3 separate regions of the Mus musculus genome follow, and regions 2 and 3 are each linked to region 1. Evidence: chromatin contacts called from public promoter capture Hi-C data. All regions are on one chromosome and are shown on one strand. Each heading gives the region's core, a stretch centred on a gene start, on an enhancer-like site or on the middle of the called end of the contact. The rest is flanking DNA. Distances are from core to core; before and after follow the strand shown. Region 1 holds the start of Tube1 (tubulin, epsilon 1). Region 2 overlaps E130307A14Rik (RIKEN cDNA E130307A14 gene). Region 3 overlaps E130307A14Rik (RIKEN cDNA E130307A14 gene).

Region 1 (3,237 bases), core at 334-2,833:
TCACAGCCCACATATTTGTCCATGTTTGGCAAACTTTGGAAACCCCAGATTTGGGGACTTCAATATTAAGACCCAAAGTGTCTGACTACCTTTATCACAGATTGCATGCTTACCAAGAAGCGGGTAAGAGTAAATCCAGCAATTTCTAATTTTTCCTGGCTAAAATCTGCCCCCTTAGTTACAAGAGATGTAAGACACCCAAAGAGAAACATGGAAAGGCCTCTGCAATACATACACCCCACTACAACGTCAAAATTCACATCTTTCAAAACTGTGTAATAACAAACTAAGCTGTATCCTGGCGGCTGAATAAGGTATTCTAACCAATCAATCAATTATTGTGGCTCTTATCATGTTATATATCATATTACATATCATGACAAATTAATAGCAAGTATAATTTAACTTTTGCTAAATGAAGATTAAAGGTTTTGTAGTTTCTCAGAATTTCTGTGGAAAATATTAACTTCATTAAAGCATTAAAGTTAGTGAGGGGATTTGTGTGTGTGCACACTTATGGAAACAAGATGTGAAACATGAAGTGTTTTCCTTAGTTATCCTTCATCTTACTTTGTAAGACATTGTCTCCTATTGAGCCCTGAATCTGACACTCACAGTTTCAGCTAGACTCTGTGGATCTCCCTTCTCCAGCCTTCCAAGCCTAGAGTTACAGGCTCCCAGATTTTTGTTAAGTGCTGGGGTCTGCATTTATGTCCCCGTGCTTCAGAGACAAGCATTTTACTGACTGGGCCATCTCTCCAGCCTAAATTCTTAATTTAGTTCTTAATTAAAGCCTCATTTAATTTGCCCAGTAAAAATTCAATTTCTGAAAAATAACCTTTTTTTCCCCTTTCGAACTTCGTGCCCCACCCCTGCCTTTAAAAAATCTCGTCTACATTGTTCATACATCAAATCAAACGCCTTAACTTTTAACCCATCTTTTCTTTTCCTAGACCCTTGTTCATTGAATATTATGGCTCTCCTTGTCAGCGCCATGTAATATTTTAGGTCATATCTTTTGAGTGCATCGAGTGTATCTTCAATGGCATTGCCGGCTGTTGGAAGTTGGATTTGTGTAGATGTTTTGAATTATCCAGAAATCTTAAGTTTGAAGAGTGCATCGCTTTGGCCTCTGAACTTAGCTGTGGTATTTGGTCGGAGTGTACCTAGCTTCCCTTGTTCCCAGATAAGCCTATTTGTCTGGGGTGTCTCTGTGTTCCTCCACATTCGTTTTCTGTTAGATAACGACACTAGCGGGCATCATCCTGAGAAATCGGACCCACTGTCCTGGCTGTTTAGGCTGTGAGCCTCTCAAAGCCCGTGATCAAAGTTAAAGTCCCTTATCTTAAATGCCTCTCTGAAACCTAGTTACCCGTCAGTTACCAGGGCCTCCGGAGCTGCAGATGCTCAAGGATGTTGACAGGGCAGCTAGGATTTACCTGCCGGAGGCCCAGTCGCTATGGTAACGGCTAGCCGCAAATGTGCTTGCGCAGAAGTCCTGGCCGTAAAGAAACAAGGGCATTACGACATTGGCTACTTGCGGCAGCGACGTGACTTAAGGCCGCCCCTCGTAGGGCGTCGTTGAGCTCGAAAGCTAAGGCGGGAGTTTGGGCGGGAGTGCTCCTGCTGGTCCTCCCGGCGGAATGACCCAGTCGGTGGTCGTACAGGGTGAGCTACCCCCGTCCGCGGGGACCGGGTCGCTGCGGAGCCAGTCACCTGGTTGCCTTCCTAATGCACCTCTCTCTCTTCCTCGCTACTGGCTGCAGTCGGACAGTGCGGGAACCAGATCGGCTGCTGCTTCTGGGACCTGGCGCTGAGGGAGCACGCAGCGGTCAACCAGGTACCCGCCCCTCCTGCCTGTCACCCGGGCCTGCCAGAGTTCACATGAGGTTTGGGGAGGGGTGCTTTGGATCCTGCTACGGGGCCCTGGCTGACCTGGGACTTGCTGTGTAGATCATGTTCTGGAATTTGCAGCGATCCATCTGTCTCTGCATCCCCAGGACTACCACTATCATGCCCAGATTACTTGGGCTTTTTAATCAGTACCATAAATTGCATAGGATCTTCTCATACCGGTCGTGGCTAGTTTCTTTTTAAACGTGTTGCTGTAAGTCACAGGCAGAAGGCACTTGTCAGGAGTTTGGTCTTAAGTTTCCCTGATCTTTAGCAGTCTCCTCCTCCTCCTCCTCCTCCTCCTCCTCCTCCTCCTCCTCCTCCTCCTCCTCCTGTTGTTGTTGTTGTTGTTGTTGTTTTGAAAGACAGTAGATGCTATAGATGAAAGCACTATAAAGTAGGTAAATACATCAAACGACCAAGAATCCCAAGAAATTCCCACTTGGAGTACCAGCTGTATAATCCTACAGGGTGTGCTTTTTTCATCACTGTTAAACTTAGTCAGGGGTTCTCTTGGCATTTTACCTTTAGATGTAATTGGAAGAGTCGACCTAGGTTTCTTTTTCTTAGAGCCCCTTCAGCGTTGTAGAGTTGCTACAGCTAAAAGGGTTTTAGAGAAAATAAACGTAAATGCTATAGTTTGTTTTGTTTCTAGAAAGGAATTTATGACGACGCTATAAGCAGCTTCTTCAGGAATGTGGATACCAGGTAAGTGGGTGAGTCTGTCTCCGCTTGGTAGGACGCCTCCTTTCCCTGTCAGCAGAATCTTAGAGGATAAGGAAACAGTTGCCAGCTAGGACGGTGTCTGCTGTTCTGATCAAAGCGTATTCTCATAGCCCATTTTCATACCATTCTGCAGAACAGCGCGCTTCCTTGATAGACTTCCGTAAGAAGCCAAAAAGAACCTTTAAAGGGACTCCCAGTAACTTTGAAAACCTGACGTTTTCACTGAGGGTGCCTGCCCACTATGGTATGAGTCTAGCGGGGGCCAGGTTTTGAAAGATTATTTTGCATATTACTTGCCCTCAGAGTATGCAGAAATGAAAGAGGTGGAAACTGCTCACAATGTGTGTTACTTTTCGTTTAGTGTAAGATACAGATGTTAGAATCCTTTTGACATTTGAGATATGCCTGGGTCTTTTAATGTTAAATCATTAAGTTTATCCGTTTTCAAAGTTCTCTATAAACCAGCTGTAGTGGACTTATCCTGACAATTACAATTAAATATCAGGCCTTTCCAACTTTGTAGAAATTTAGTTTGAATTTGTTCACTAGATGTTGGAGCCATTATCTTCTCGGGAAACCTGACTTTGGTCTTGTTGATGAATCCCAGAGCCTCCAGTA
Region 2 (2,852 bases), core at 179-2,678, 530 kb after region 1:
TGTGCTATTTTCCAGCACAAATAGCTCTATATGACACAACTCAACAACACACAAAACAAAAGAAGCAGCAGAATAATGACATTGTAAAGTAACTTTTCTGTCATGGAATTTTCATTCTGAAAGGGGCCCTGAGTTTTGTTTTATGCAGGAAGGAAGCAGGATCCAAAGAAACTGATTCATCCAAGTTCACTCCAGGGCTATTAGCCCCAGCGATCTAGCTTCAAGGCTGGCGAGCCTATGGCACCTTCTGGGGTTTACTGGTGTTCTTATCCACAGTGACAGAGTTCCTCCCTGAGGTAAACACAGCCTCCTGAACATGGGAGGACTGAGGGAAGATTACCTCTACCCTCTGGTGACTTCAAGAGTAAATGATCATGTCACAACTTGTGCTGGGAGAATCTCTTCAGGGAATTAATTATTGCTGTGATGATATGGAGTGTGGCTTCTCTTGACATGGTTTGGCATATTTAGTTTATAGTGGTTCTATGTGAACCTTAGGCCAACTTAAAATTCCTCAAAACCTTCCTGAAGCTTGAAGACAATAATCTGCAATTATATCAACTTCTTTTAAAGCTGTGTGTGTGTGTGCATGCACTCAAAAATCAGTAATTTTTTTTAAAAATGTGTTTTACTCTTTAAATACTGTGATATTTAAATATAATAGTATTGTTCTGATGCTACAAAAGTGGTACTTTGAGAAATATGGAGAAATGAGATGCCTGAGTAACTGCCCTTGGGAGAGTGTGGTGGCAGGGCTGGCTGCAGGAACAGTACAGTTCACCACGAGGCATAAAACAGCACAAAAGAATCCAACCAGTATAGTTAGCATTCTGGAAGACCTACATCCAAGGGATAGCACATTCCTAACTTCATACCAAGTCTTCCTTTTTTTTCCCCTTGAAAAGTGGGTTCAACTCAGAACACATGGTGAGCAGTTCAGTGCCCCTTCAGTGTGACGGTGTGAGTGTGGATTTGCTCACAAGCTCTTAGCATCGAGCCCAGCAGGTGATCTGCAGAAAGGTCAGCATAGCTGACTTGTGTATTTACCTTCTCAGGGGATGTCTGGGTGTGGTCCCAGGCCACATTTATGGTTTAGGAAGTGTTGAGATTTTGATAAACAATGAGAAGCATGGGCTCGAGTGACTAGGCAGAGGTAACAAGGTCAGCGCCTGCTCACTCTTTTCTAGAAAGTCTTGTGAGGAAGGCATAGTCACAGCCCCCAGATCTCTTATGGCTTCAAAGTTCAAACCACCAGGGCACATCTTTCTTGTCCCATGCCTGACCTCCCTCTGCTCCCTTCACTGGGAAGGTGCTGATGGAAGAAGGCAGCTGGAGAGGGGGGAGGAGAGGGGAGAAGGTGAGGGCAAGAGGACTCCTGCCTGATGGATCCCAGCAGGCTTAGTGTGCAAAGCAGTGGAGATGAAGTAGCTGCTCTGGTATGCGTCCAAGCTGCTGTTCTATTTTTACTCTCTCCTGCATGCTTCTTAGCCCAGTGTTGTTTGCCTGGGCACCTGGATCAGCAGCAAAACATGGAACAGAGCCACTCAGTAAAGCAGGGAGGAAGGAGGCCATTGATGCGGGCTTTGTTGTTGCTGACAGGGAAGAGAGACCTGGAATGTTAATGAGGATAGCTTTCGAAGCATGCCTTCACGGTTAGCAAGGAGTTCAAAGGAGAAGGCAGACTCAGGCCGGTGCTGAACAAATGTGAACTGTTGATAGAGAGACAGAGAAATCAATTATGCTGTTGCAGGCTCCCATGCCATTGTGTTGGAGTTGTTAGAGAAGGTAGGACAAGGACCAGATTTCAAAAGGAAACAAAGCCACATGGCCCTGAAGTATAACGAGTTTGCCATGGCAACTGATGGAAATGAGCCTCCGGGGCCTGAGCAGGTGTGCTATCTTACAGAATAAACATACTTCTCTCACTCCCTGGATTTTATAATAAAACCTGTGTTTGGATTACTTTCCCTCCTCTTTGTTACCCAGAGAAGTTGGCTGTTGCTCAATCAGCCCCAGGCTCTATCGAGGGAAATGTAATCAGTGTTATCAAAGGACTGCGTTGGAAAAGGCTGGCTATAAGCCTGGCTGCCAGCTTCACCACAGAGTGGCAGCTGGCCTCGGGTACCTGCCCGGCCTTTGCCAAATCCCAGGCAATGCCTTGGGCTGAAAGCTGCTGGTTCTGAGTTTATCTGGGTACAACAGTATTGTCTGAACCTCACTGGCATTGGTCAAAGGCTTCTTTCTCTATAACCAGAGAAATGTGTTTGCGTAGTCAGGACCTGACTGATTTAGCATCTTGCATTTTGTCTGTCACGGTTCCTTGAGTTCAAGGACTGATTTTGCTCTCCAATCTGCTGTTATCCACAGTTTGTTTACTTAGAAACTTGAGAGAACTTATGTTTCCCTGGCTTGAAATCCCTCTCCAGTAGGTTCCAGAGCAGTAGATTCTTGGTCTGAAATATACACAACCGCAGAGGTTTTATAAAGAACCCCTAAGCTAGAGACTAAGGAAGCTTACATTTAATTTTATAAGGCCCAAGTCATACTAGTGTGAAATAACCATTCTCAGTATTCTCCTTTGTGACTAGAGAGACATGTCTTCCACTGTAGTTTACAATAAACGTTTAAAACAAGGTGCTCATTCTCAATGGCTCCTAAAACAATTTGTGAGCATGGTCATGGCAAACAGTTGACACGAGGACAGCTTGCTTAGCCAGTCAGCTCTTGGCCTGAGAGGTTGTCTTGGCTGGCCCCTTACATATTGCCTGACCTTTGACCCCAATAAGAAAAGCATGGCTGACTTAAGAACTGATCCAAGCTGTGGTGCAAGGCATTAACCCTCTACTGTTCTT
Region 3 (2,861 bases), core at 294-2,793, 580 kb after region 1:
AGCACCCACCCCCTCCCTAGGCTGCTGTGTCATTGTTTACCTTATTGCTTACTTACTACCTTAGCTGTCCATCCTTTCTCATTCTTCCAGAAATGAGCTACTCTCAAGAGTGAGCATCATATATCTGATTCACACAATTTTACTATTACCTTAATCTTCACATTAAGCTCTAGTTTAGTTTCTCTATGAGAGAGCTTGTTAATATTCAAAATGCTGGAGTTCCATACTCAGAAAGTCAAAATTAATAAGCTTAAGGTGGACCATGAGACTGAATTTCCAACAGAGTTTGAGGTGATGCTGCTGCTGAATCAATGACCCCACACTGAGGACAATACTCTCGTTCCATGTTCCCAACTGTCTAACAGTCTGCACCTGGTTATCAACGGGCATTTTGTTGTGGTCTGTTTTGAAACAGAAGTTTCACTGTGTAGCCCTGGCTGACTTGGAACTAGCTATGCAGAGCAACTGTCTCAAACTCAGAGAGATCCATGTGTCTCTGCCTTCTAAGTGCTGGTAAAAAGGCACACTCAACCTTCATGTAGGGATTTTTTTTTTTTTTTTAACTAAAGCTTAGGAACAATTTTGTAATTTGGACTAAACAATACAAAGCAGAATTTATCAAGGATCTCACTGAATCAAGATAAAGGCCGAAGAACCACATTCCAAGTAAGAAAGGAACTGTTTGCCAGTAAGAACTTACTTCTAAGGTCTTACTGTATCTGTGTGACGATTTAAAGCCCGGAGACTCGGCAGATGTTCCTGCAAGGAATGGAAGGTGTTTGCCATACCCCCAGACACCAGGCTCCTGACACAAGTCTCAGCTCTCCATAATTCTGTGGCCATCAGTCGTATAGGGCAATGTTCCAAGCAAGCTCCTGGTATTGTTTCAACTCCACCCCACAGTTACCTGGCAATAGCCAGGTACCCCTGGCCCACTATAAAAGGGGCTGTTTTCCTCCTCCTCCTCCCTCTCTTACTCTTACTCTCTTAGTTTTGCCTCTCTCTCTCTTGCCCTCTTGCTTCCCCTCTCTCCCTCCCCTCCCCCCTCCATGTGGCCATGGCCGGCCTCTTTTCTCTTCTTCTCCTCTTCTCCTCCTCTCCTTTCCTCTCCCTCCCCCCCCCCCCCCCCCCCCCCCCCCCGCCTTTCTCTGCCTCTACTACCTCTTAGCTCCCCTTCCTAGACACTCCTACCTGCAAAAGGTATTTAACCTCAGGCTCGCCAGAACAAGCCAAGGGCACTCTCCTCCCCATCTTTTCCCTTTGGCCCTGGGCTAGAGCCAGCCTGCAGGCTGACACTCCATTCTCAGCTCCTCTGAGGCATCCAGCAGCATCTGCAGTGCCCAAGAGTTTGAGAACTTGTCATTCTCAGCCTCCTTGCAGGCCCAGGGACCCCAGAACAGGCTCTTCTGTGGCACCCAGCGGCTCTGTGGTGCCTAAGAGTCCAAGCCAACTCCGGCAGTCCACGGGGACCATAGACTGTGCTTTCTCATCCCAAAAGCGGAGTCCTGAGGCTTCTCACAGCCTAACACCCACCTGGTGGCAGCATGCGGTGTGCACTGTCAAACTTCCAGTGCTCTGCTTCACCCAGCAGCCAGAGTCCTGGGCTCCACATGGGCCACCATTTTAACCCACAAGAGAACACTGGGAAGAGCAGACTCACATTTCTTAAACTATAAGCCAAACACCTCTACTTGCCCCCAGTTTCCTTCAATCATAATCTTTTATTATATCAACAAAAGGTAACTAATACTATAGATTAAGAACAGAATTTTTAAAAGATAATATCACTACTCTATAAAATTAAAAAAAAAAAACCGGGGGAGGGAGGGTATGGGGGACTTTTGGGATAGCATTTGAAATGTAAATGAAGAAAATACCTAATTTTAAAAAAGTTTAAAGTTAAAAACAAAACAAAACAAAAAGCCCAGAGGTGGGCGTGGTGGCGCATGCCTTTAATCCCAGCACTCTGGAGGCAAAGGCAGGCGGATTTCTGAGTTAGAGGCCAGCCTGGTCTACAAAGTGAGTTCCAGGACAGCCAGAGCTATACAGAGAAACCCTGTTTTCTCTGTATAGAGAAAACAAAACAAAAACAAAAAACAAAACAAAACAACAAAAAACAAAACAAAACAACAAAAAAAACCAACCAAAACAAACAAATAAAATAAAATAAAAAAACCTAAATTTTCTTCCTCTTCTTTACCATAGTTTTTAGTCTTCCTTTTCAACACGGTTTTTAGTCTTTTAATTTACCAATCATTAAAGTTACACAAGAACCTAACAGCTATTAATTTTTTTCCAGCAACTATTTTAGAAAATCCTAAAATAGTTTACAATGGTTATGCTAAAAAATAAAGCAAACAAATCCCTTAAAGTTGTAAATAAAAAAGTCCACTTAATTATAAGCACTACACATTTATTTCCGAAAGCTGTAACCCTCAGCACAACTAACGTAAGCTGTGGAACACTTGTTAGTCTCTCAATCTGAGTATGAACTAAGCAGCCTTCTACCACACAGTGCCTCTTGTCCTAACTGGCGGGAAGTACTGAGATAAAGGCTGATGCCCACATGAAAAACACAACACAATTTACTTTAAATCTTATTTTAAAGGGTCCTAGCATGAATTACATAGAAAATGTTACTTTTAAAGCCTAATAAAGTGCCCATTAAAAGTACTGTCTTACTTAGGGTTTTACTGCTGTGAACAGACACCATGACCAAGGCAACATTTCATTGGCGCTGGCTTACAGGTTCAGAGGTTCAGTCCATTATCATCAAGGCAGGAACACGGCAGCATCCAGGCAGGCACGGTATAGGAGGAGCTGAGAGTTCTACATCTTCATCTGAAGGCTGCTAGTAGAAT

What was found. Promoter capture Hi-C pulls out the DNA fragments that hold promoters and counts their contacts.
Region 2: a contact with region 1 is called in a promoter capture Hi-C map of embryonic stem cells, with 4 times the contacts expected there. The contact joins the enhancer-like site here to the promoter of Tube1 in region 1. A contact is called at or near these places in 14 of 39 promoter capture datasets (the 3T3-L1 cell line, the C10 cell line, the HPC-7 cell line and 9 more), 3 of 115 datasets of contacts at active chromatin or transcription factors (bone marrow-derived macrophages and large pre-B cells) and 2 of 9 other capture datasets (liver and pancreatic islet).
Region 3: a contact with region 1 is called in a promoter capture Hi-C map of stem cell-derived epiblast-like cells, with 4 times the contacts expected there. The contact joins the enhancer-like site here to the promoter of Tube1 in region 1. A contact is called at or near these places in 15 of 39 promoter capture datasets (the 3T3-L1 cell line, 3T3-L1-derived adipocytes, the C10 cell line and 10 more), 1 of 484 Hi-C or Micro-C datasets (bone marrow-derived macrophages), 3 of 115 datasets of contacts at active chromatin or transcription factors (bone marrow-derived macrophages, double positive thymocytes and large pre-B cells) and 3 of 9 other capture datasets (adipose tissue, liver and pancreatic islet).

The regions. Positions count from the first base shown.
Region 1 is chr10:39,132,440-39,135,676 of GRCm38.p6, forward strand. It overlaps Tube1 (tubulin, epsilon 1), which reads left to right and starts at 1,584. Exons shown (of 12, transcript NM_028006.2): 1 at 1,584-1,668; 2 at 1,767-1,840; 3 at 2,549-2,601. The coding sequence starts at 1,644. Fam229b (family with sequence similarity 229, member B) reads right to left here and starts at 1,467. Exons shown (of 5, transcript NM_183254.2): 1 at 1,384-1,467.
Region 2 is chr10:39,658,118-39,660,969 of GRCm38.p6, forward strand. The region is part of intron 2 of E130307A14Rik (RIKEN cDNA E130307A14 gene); the gene reads right to left. It also overlaps the pseudogene Gm8899. Among named protein-coding and RNA genes, the nearest start is that of Gm16364, 46 kb to the left of the region's middle. Within about 2 kb of position 1,429, at least 212 of the 459 cell types and tissues checked have an H3K27ac peak or open chromatin away from gene starts, as enhancers often do. A contact at or near this core is called in embryonic stem cells, hippocampal neurons, liver and 3 more, where this site is marked.
Region 3 is chr10:39,715,583-39,718,443 of GRCm38.p6, forward strand. The region is part of intron 1 of E130307A14Rik (RIKEN cDNA E130307A14 gene); the gene reads right to left. Among named protein-coding and RNA genes, the nearest start is that of E130307A14Rik, 15 kb to the right of the region's middle. Within about 2 kb of position 1,544, at least 12 of the 459 cell types and tissues checked have an H3K27ac peak or open chromatin away from gene starts, as enhancers often do. A contact at or near this core is called in double positive thymocytes and stem cell-derived epiblast-like cells, where this site is marked.